2 separate regions of the Sus scrofa genome follow, and region 1 is linked to region 2. The links are chromatin contacts, called in public Hi-C maps. All regions are on one chromosome and are shown on one strand. Each heading gives the region's core, a stretch centred on a gene start, on an enhancer-like site or on the middle of the called end of the contact. The rest is flanking DNA. Distances are from core to core; before and after follow the strand shown.

Region 1 (3,468 bases), core at 302-2,801, 210 kb after region 2:
AACTTCCATATACCGCAGGTGTGCTCTTAAAAAAAAGAAAAGAAAATGCTATCAGAAAGCAGCCCGGGAACAGAGTGTGTATATCTTGAAACCAAGGGTGTGAGGTGGGAGGGTGCACCCTGAGGAGGCGGGGAGGGGAGGGGAGAGGAGGGGGTGCACCTGTAACCCTGCCCCGCCTCTGCTCCCCAGCCCGCAGGCCGGCCAGGTGCAGATGAGCCCCTCAGACGTCCTGTACCCTCGGGTGGCGGGCGTGCCGCTGGCACAGCCCCTGGTGGAGCACTATGTGCCCCGCAGCCTGGACCCGAACATGCCTGTCATCGTCAACACCTGCAGCCTCAGGGAGGAGGGCGAGGGCACGGAGGACAGGCACTCAGTGGCCGATGGTGAGATGTACCGGTTCAGCGAGGAGGAGGACTCGGAGGGCGAGGAGAAGAGTGACGGGGAGCTGGTGGTGCTTACGGACTGATCCCGGCTGCGTGGGCCTGGCCACCCTCCTCCCTGGGGAGGACCTGGCCCCAGGACAGGGGGACACAGCCACCCACCCTGGACTGTGTTGGTACTTGGACTTGGGCATGCCCGGGAGAGGGGCACAGCGGTGCATTTGTAGATAATGTTCACGACGGGGAGATACCCCCTCCCCGCTGCCCCATGGGCACACCTGAGGAGCTGATGGCTCCACTTGGTGGTGATGGGCTGAGATCCAGGCCCATGGGGCTTGTGGCCAGGGGACACCCAGTGACCCTCCCTGCAGGTCTGCCCACCCTGAGGGTATGGCAGCTACAGACCTGTCCCCTTGGGGCCACATGCTTTGTTTCCATTCTTGTCCTAGCGGGACCAGCCACCATGGGACCAACACAACCGCCCCCCCACCGCCTGCGGGCACCCCCCCCGCCCCCGCCTGCAGTACCCTAGATTGCTCTTCTGCCATGAGGATCACTTTGTACTTTGTGCAGAAAGGTCTGGGTGTCCTCGCCGTCTTTATCTTCTGCCAAGCCTATCGTGCCTCTGGCTGCTGTGTGTGCATGTGTGTGTGTGTGTGCGCATGCGCGCACATGCACATGTGTTTTCATCTGTTCTTTCATTGCACAAGGTATTTATTGAGTGCCCGCTATGTGCCAGGCACTGTCGCTGAGTTCCTGTGAGTGTGTCTCTGGATGCCATTCTCGCTTCCCTGGGGGGGCCCTTTCCGTGCTTCTCTTCGTCCCCTAATTGCTACCTCTTTGTCAGTCTGGGTGTCTCAGGTTCTGTGTGTCCTTGGTGCATTTTTCTCTCTGTCCCTGCCTCTCTGGAGGGCCTTTCTTGTATCTCTGCCTTCCCAGGTGTCTGCCCTTGCCCTTTGATGCTGGCCCGGTCTCTGCCCTCAGCCCCCCAGCCTCCTGCCTTCCCCTTCGCTCCTTCCCCGACCCAGCCTGTCAGTTCCCACGGAGCCATTTTTAGCTCCCAGCAGCTTGGGAATGTGCTTGGCCTCCAGGGGGCTCTGGCCTGGTGCCCCTGCCCCCGGTCCCAACCTGAGTGCCAGGAATAGGGGCAGGAGGACGGAGGGTGCCCTCTTCTGTCCGTGACAGAAGCCCTGGAGAGGGGGCTCTTGTGGCAGCTGGTTGCCACTCCTTGAGCAGGGGTGGGAGGGCCCCATTCTTGGAAGGGAGTGGAAGGAGAAAAGGGCTTCGGCTTTCTCTCCATCCTCTCCCACCCAGCTCGCCCCCACCACTCCTTTCCCCTCCCCCACTCTACACCAGAACTTGCCTCAACCCCTGACCCTTTTCACAAGATCTTTGCCCAAGAAAATCCAATCCCATTGGCACATGACTCCAAAGATCCTGAACAGCCCCTAATGGGGGGCCGGGTTGGGGTGGGAAGGGAACCCCAGTCCCACAGGGACAGAGTCTGTCCGCCCCCCAACCTTCTCCCCTTCCCTTCCACTTCCCCAAGCCCAACTTCTCTCCAGGCTGTTTCTTTTTTTTTTTTTGTATGACTGTAAACATAGATAGTGCTTTATTTTGTTAATAATAAGATAATGATGAGTAACTTAACCAGCATATTTCTCCTGTTTACCCTTGGAGGAATTGTTTGTTTGTTTTCTGTTGGCATAATAAAGACAGACCATTTCAGTCTCTGGCTCTTGTTGGAGGGGGGATGGCACGGGAGCCTGGCCCAAGTCCAGAATGTTTCCATATGCCACCAGCCCAGGCACCACTGCCCCCTTGTGGCAGCCCCAGGGAACTTCATGCATGGAGCCCGTGGGGAACTATCCTAGGCAAGGGAGGCCCAGGCCAGGTGCCACCCCAGAGCCCGCACCTGAGAAAAACACCACACCTGCTTCAAGGAGGTGAAGCAGGAGTTCCCATTATGGCGCAGCGGAAACGAATCCGACTAGGAACCATGAAGTTGCAGGTTTGATCTCTGGTCTTGCTTAGTGGGTTGAGGGTCCGGCGTTGCCGTGAGCTGTGGTGTAGGTTGCAGACTTGGCTCAGATCTGGCATTGCTGTGGCTGTGGTGTAGGCTGGCAGCTACAGCTCTGATTGGACCCCTAGCCTGGTTACCTCCATATGCTGCAGGTGGGGCCCTAAAAGCAAAAAAAAACAGAGGTGAGGCAGACCTCACCACAAAGTGGCCACCCAGGTCCTAAGAAAGAAGGCAGTGGCACAAGCACTGTAACAAGAGTCAGGCAGCTGGGGTTCTCCCCAAAACAAGCTACACGGTTTTGTGTGTGTATTGCAGGGGGTGAGGGGTGGGGTGGGAGTGATCGGGCCTCCCCTCTAGGCCTCATTGTCCTCATCTGAAAACAAGGAGGTTAAGCCTTAGCCATGGCTCTTACCCTCTTTTGGAGAAGGAGCCCTTTGAGAATCTAATGAAAGCTGTGAAACTCACTCCAGAAAAGGACTCACATGAAGGCCAGGAGCTCATTTATGAGTCTCCCCCCGCCAAGATATTGATTAATGAAGCAGGGTCTCCATTGATGCACTTCAGGGCTCTGTGACCTTATGCTTTGAAGTGAGAATTTCAAAGATGTTTCACACTAGGAGAAATAATAGTCCATTAGCCCTAAAAGAGCTGGATGACAGACTGAAACTCTTTGAATGCAACAACGGTTGATAAAAAGACCAACCCTTGTGGCTGGAAATTTAATCTCACTAATATGAAAAGGGGGCAACAAAGCTGAGAGGTAATTCTTGTCAAAGAGGAAGACTTAGGTGGGATTAACACAGGTGTGTGCTGGAGTTCCCCTCATGGTACAGTGGAAACGTGTCCGACTAGGAAACAGGAGGATGCGGGTTTGATTCCCGGTCCCACTCAGTGGGTTAAGGATCTGGCATTGCCATGAGCAGTGGTGTAGGTCGAGGCTGGATCCAGCATTGCTGTGGCTGTGGTGTAGGCAGGCAGCTACAGCTCCAATTTGACCCCTAGCCTGGGAACCTTCATATGCTGCAGGTGTGGCCCTAAAAACAAACAACCCCAAAAAACAGACAT
Region 2 (3,735 bases), core at 1,068-3,567:
TGTGGCCTGCAGCTAGAGCTCTGGTCTAACCCCTAGCCTGGCAACTTCCATATGCCATGAGTGTAGCCCTAAAAAAAAAAAATTCTTTAATTGGTAAGATCAGAATGTGAGAAGTATTTGGACATAGGCAGAGAATGAAATGCCTTAAGTTTATTTTAAAAGAGCTCTGTTAAGAATTAATAGGAAGACTGCGATTGGTAAGCTGAAAAAGACCCACAAGCAGTGCTGGTAAGTTTTGTTAAGGCAGAATAATTTTATGTTAGTTGGAGAGACATTTCTCTTATTCTTACCTCTAAGGATTTTGGTTTCTCCTGCAGTAGTTGCTTATTTCCTAATTGAATTATATGGACAGATCTTTCCTCTGCCAATATCTCAGGGTTCTAGTTAAAATTCTCTTAAATGGAGGAGTTACCATTGTGGCACAGCGCAAACAAATCTGACTAGTAATCGCAAGGACTCAGGTTTGATCCCTGGCCTTGCTCAGTGGGTTAAGGATCCAGCATTGCAGTGAGCTGTGGTGTAGGTCACAGACTTGGCTCAGATCCTGTGTTGTGGCTGTGGTGTAGGCTGGCAGCTACAGCTCCGATTTAGCCCCTAGCCTGGGAGCTTCTATGTGCCATGGGTGTGGCCCTAAAAAGCAAAAAAAAAAAAAAACCTGTTAAATCGTTATTGAGTATCTACGGTTAGTTGAATATTCACAGTGACTGACAGACGTAGCTTCAGTACCACATGCTAAGTATTTTTTTATTAGAGTATAGTTGATTTACTGTGTCGTGTCAATTTGTGATGTACAACATAACGACCCAGTAATTCATATGCATATACATTCTTTTTCTATCATGTTCTTCCCTGTGCTGTATGGTGGGATCCTATTGCTTATCCTTTCTAAATAGTTTGCATCTACTGACCCCAAACTCCCTGTCCATCCCACTCCTTCCTCCTTCCCCCCCAGCAACTATAAGTCTGCTTTCCATGTCCATAAGGTGTTTCTGTTTTGTAGATAGGATCATTTGTGCCATATTTTAGATTCCATGTATATAGATGAAACATGGTATTTATCTTTTCCTTTCTGACTTGACTTCACTTAGTATGAGAATCTCTTGCAACCATGTTGCAGCAAATGGCATTATTTTGTCCTTTTTATGGCTGAGTAGTATTCCATTATATACACGTACATCTTAATCCATTCATCTGTCTTTAGACATTTAGGTTGTTTTCCTCGTCTCGGCTATTGTGAACGGTGCTGCTGTGATCATAAGGGTGCATATTATCATTAATTTTTTTTAATTATAGTTGATTTACAATGTTCTGCTGTACAGCAAAGGCATGTAGCTTTTTGAATTGTATTTTTGTCTGGGTATATGCCCAGGAGTGGGATTGCTATGTCATGAGGTAGTTTTATATTTAGTTTTCTGAGGAACTTCCTTACTGTTGTCCATACAATATACTGGTTGTAGGTAAGTGTTACTAAAATTGGATATTGAAAAAAATAAATTGGCTCTTGAAAGATGAATGACCATAAATTCTGCTAATGAGCAGTATTACTCAGGGTAGGTAAGGAAGAACCAAGAAGTCCAGTTCCTGCTTTTTGAAGTGCCTATGAGGGAGACTGAGATCTTGAAACCTAGGGAAAGATATCCTTTGTGAGAGAGGAGATTTGTAAGGTGAGTGTAGAAACCAGTCCAGCTTGGAACCTGGTATGCTAGCTCTTCTACTCTATTTGAACTTGTGCTTTGGGGTCATATTTTGAAATAGAGGGCTGCTTTTCAATTGAAACTCAGTTGAACCTGCTATGACATGCAAAGTAAACATCAGCATCAGGCAGCAGAGGGAGTTGCAGCCCTGAGACTGCTTCAGGCTTTCTGGTGAGAAGCTTTTTGAGAGCAAAAGACCTCCCTGCAGCTTTCTTGGCACCAAAATAGCTGGGAAGAGGATAAAAGCTGGAGCAGTATAATCCCTGAGAAAACCTGCTGGCTGCTTTTTCCATTTCCCGTGCAACCTTTCTAACCTAGCTGCCCTGTGTAAGCAAAGCTGTGCCTGCTGCGGCTCATTCTGAATGGATCAAGACATGGAAGGCTCTATTTTTGACAGAGCAAATGATGATAGTGAGAAATAAGGTACAGGGAACTCTACAGTCAAGCTCTGAAATCTTTGCTTACTTTCCTGCTCTACTGGAGCCTGTGTGTTTGCTTTTTTAAGTTCTGTTTTTCTACAATCTATCTTTTCTTCCAACTAAAGTTTGTATTATAAGAGGCATTACTCCTGGCTTCATTAACGTTACAAAAACATGCTGCTGGGAAGCTGCTCTTGTTGGCAGCCATTGGTATGTGAGCGGTTATACTTATGGAATTGGTTCTTGGTTTCAGAAGGGGTCTTGCTAACTACCCACTAACACTCTTGTAACATTTTTTTTTAATTTAATTTAATTTTATTTTATTTTATTTATTTATTTATTTTTTTGTCTTTTTGCTCTTTCTTTGGGCAGCTCCTGCAGCATATGGAGGTTCCCAGGCTAGGGGTCGAATCGGAGCTGTAGCCACAGGCCTACGCCAGAGCCACAGCAACGCAGGATCCGAGCCGCGTCTGCAACCTACACCACAGCTCACGGCAATGCCGGATGGTTAACCCACTGAGCAAGGGCAGGGACGGAACCCGCGACCTCATGGTTCCTAGTCGGATTCGTTAACCACTGCGCCACGACGGGAACTCCTTTTTTTTTTTTTTCCTTGTAACATTCTTGAAGTCCGGGGGTGGGGGGGCACTCAGGCTCTGAAAAAATTAAGTGCTGATGCAGCCCCTGGTGTTCTATTAGTAGGGAGAAAGAAGGATAAGAATAGTTTAAAAATACTAGAATTTTGTATTTTGTAGGCACCAGCAATTATTGTATCTCATTTGTCAAGGATTAAGGATTCAGCCTTGTCACTACTGTGGCTTGAATTTGATCCCTGGCCCAGGAACTGCTGCATGCCAAAGATGTGGCCAAAAAAGGATAAAAAGTTATATCCAATGGAATTTATTTTTAATTGAATTTAAAAAAAAAAGTGTTAGCTTGGAGTTCCCATCGTGGCCCAGTGGTTAGCGAATCCAACTAGGAACCATGAAGTGGGTTCCATCCCTGGCCTCCCTCAGTGGGTTAAGGATCCGGCATTGCCATGAGCTGTGTTGTAGGTCGCAGACATGGCTCGGGTCCCACGTGGCTGTGGCTGTGGCATAGGCCGGTGGCTACAGCTCCGATTAGACCCCTAGCCTGGGAATCTCCACATGCCACGGGGAACGGCCCTAGAAAAGGCAAAAAGACCAAAAAAAATTTTTTTTAAATAAAAATAAATAAAAAGTGTTAGATTAATACATGTTTATGATCAAAATGTAAACCAAAAGTTTACAGAAAATAAGACCCTCCTTTCTCCATCAGTATTCTCCATAAATAACCACTGTTATTTATGTCATTTAAACACTGAGTTAAGTGCTTATCTTTCTGGGCTCTTTACAGATATGTTTATCTCATATTTGGGTTTTTGTTTGTTTGTTTGTTTTTTGTCTTTTTGCCTTTTCTAGGGCTGCTCCCGCGGCATATGGTGGTTCCCAGGCTAGGGGTCTAATTGGAGCTGTAGCCACCGGCCTACACCACAGCCACAGCCACAGCCATGGGGGATCTGAGCCATGTCTGCGACCCACACCACAGCTTACGGCATGGCCAGATCCTTAACCCACTGAGCAAGGCCAGGGATCGAACCT

Evidence for each region. A called contact is a pair of places that touch in the nucleus more often than the background predicts.
Region 1: a contact with region 2 is called in a Hi-C map of epiblast stem cells, with 2.4 times the contacts expected there. The contact joins two enhancer-like sites. A contact is called at or near these places in 3 of 5 promoter capture datasets (fetal liver, fetal skeletal muscle and liver), 24 of 47 Hi-C or Micro-C datasets (adipose tissue, alveolar macrophages, blood and 15 more) and 2 of 2 datasets of contacts at active chromatin or transcription factors (alveolar macrophages and skeletal muscle).

What each region holds. Positions count from the first base shown.
Region 1 is chr9:64,778,835-64,782,302 of Sscrofa11.1, forward strand. It overlaps SOX13 (transcription factor SOX-13), which reads left to right. Exons shown (of 15, transcript XM_021063210.1): 15 at 190-2,108. The coding sequence ends at 466. Among named protein-coding and RNA genes, the nearest start is that of ETNK2, 27 kb to the right of the region's middle. Within about 2 kb of position 1,552, at least 9 of the 83 cell types and tissues checked have an H3K27ac peak or open chromatin away from gene starts, as enhancers often do. A contact at or near this core is called in epiblast stem cells, where this site is marked.
Region 2 is chr9:64,568,349-64,572,083 of Sscrofa11.1, forward strand. No RefSeq gene overlaps it. Among named protein-coding and RNA genes, the nearest start is that of SNRPE, 9.7 kb to the left of the region's middle. Within about 2 kb of position 2,318, at least 2 of the 83 cell types and tissues checked have an H3K27ac peak or open chromatin away from gene starts, as enhancers often do. A contact at or near this core is called in epiblast stem cells, where this site is marked.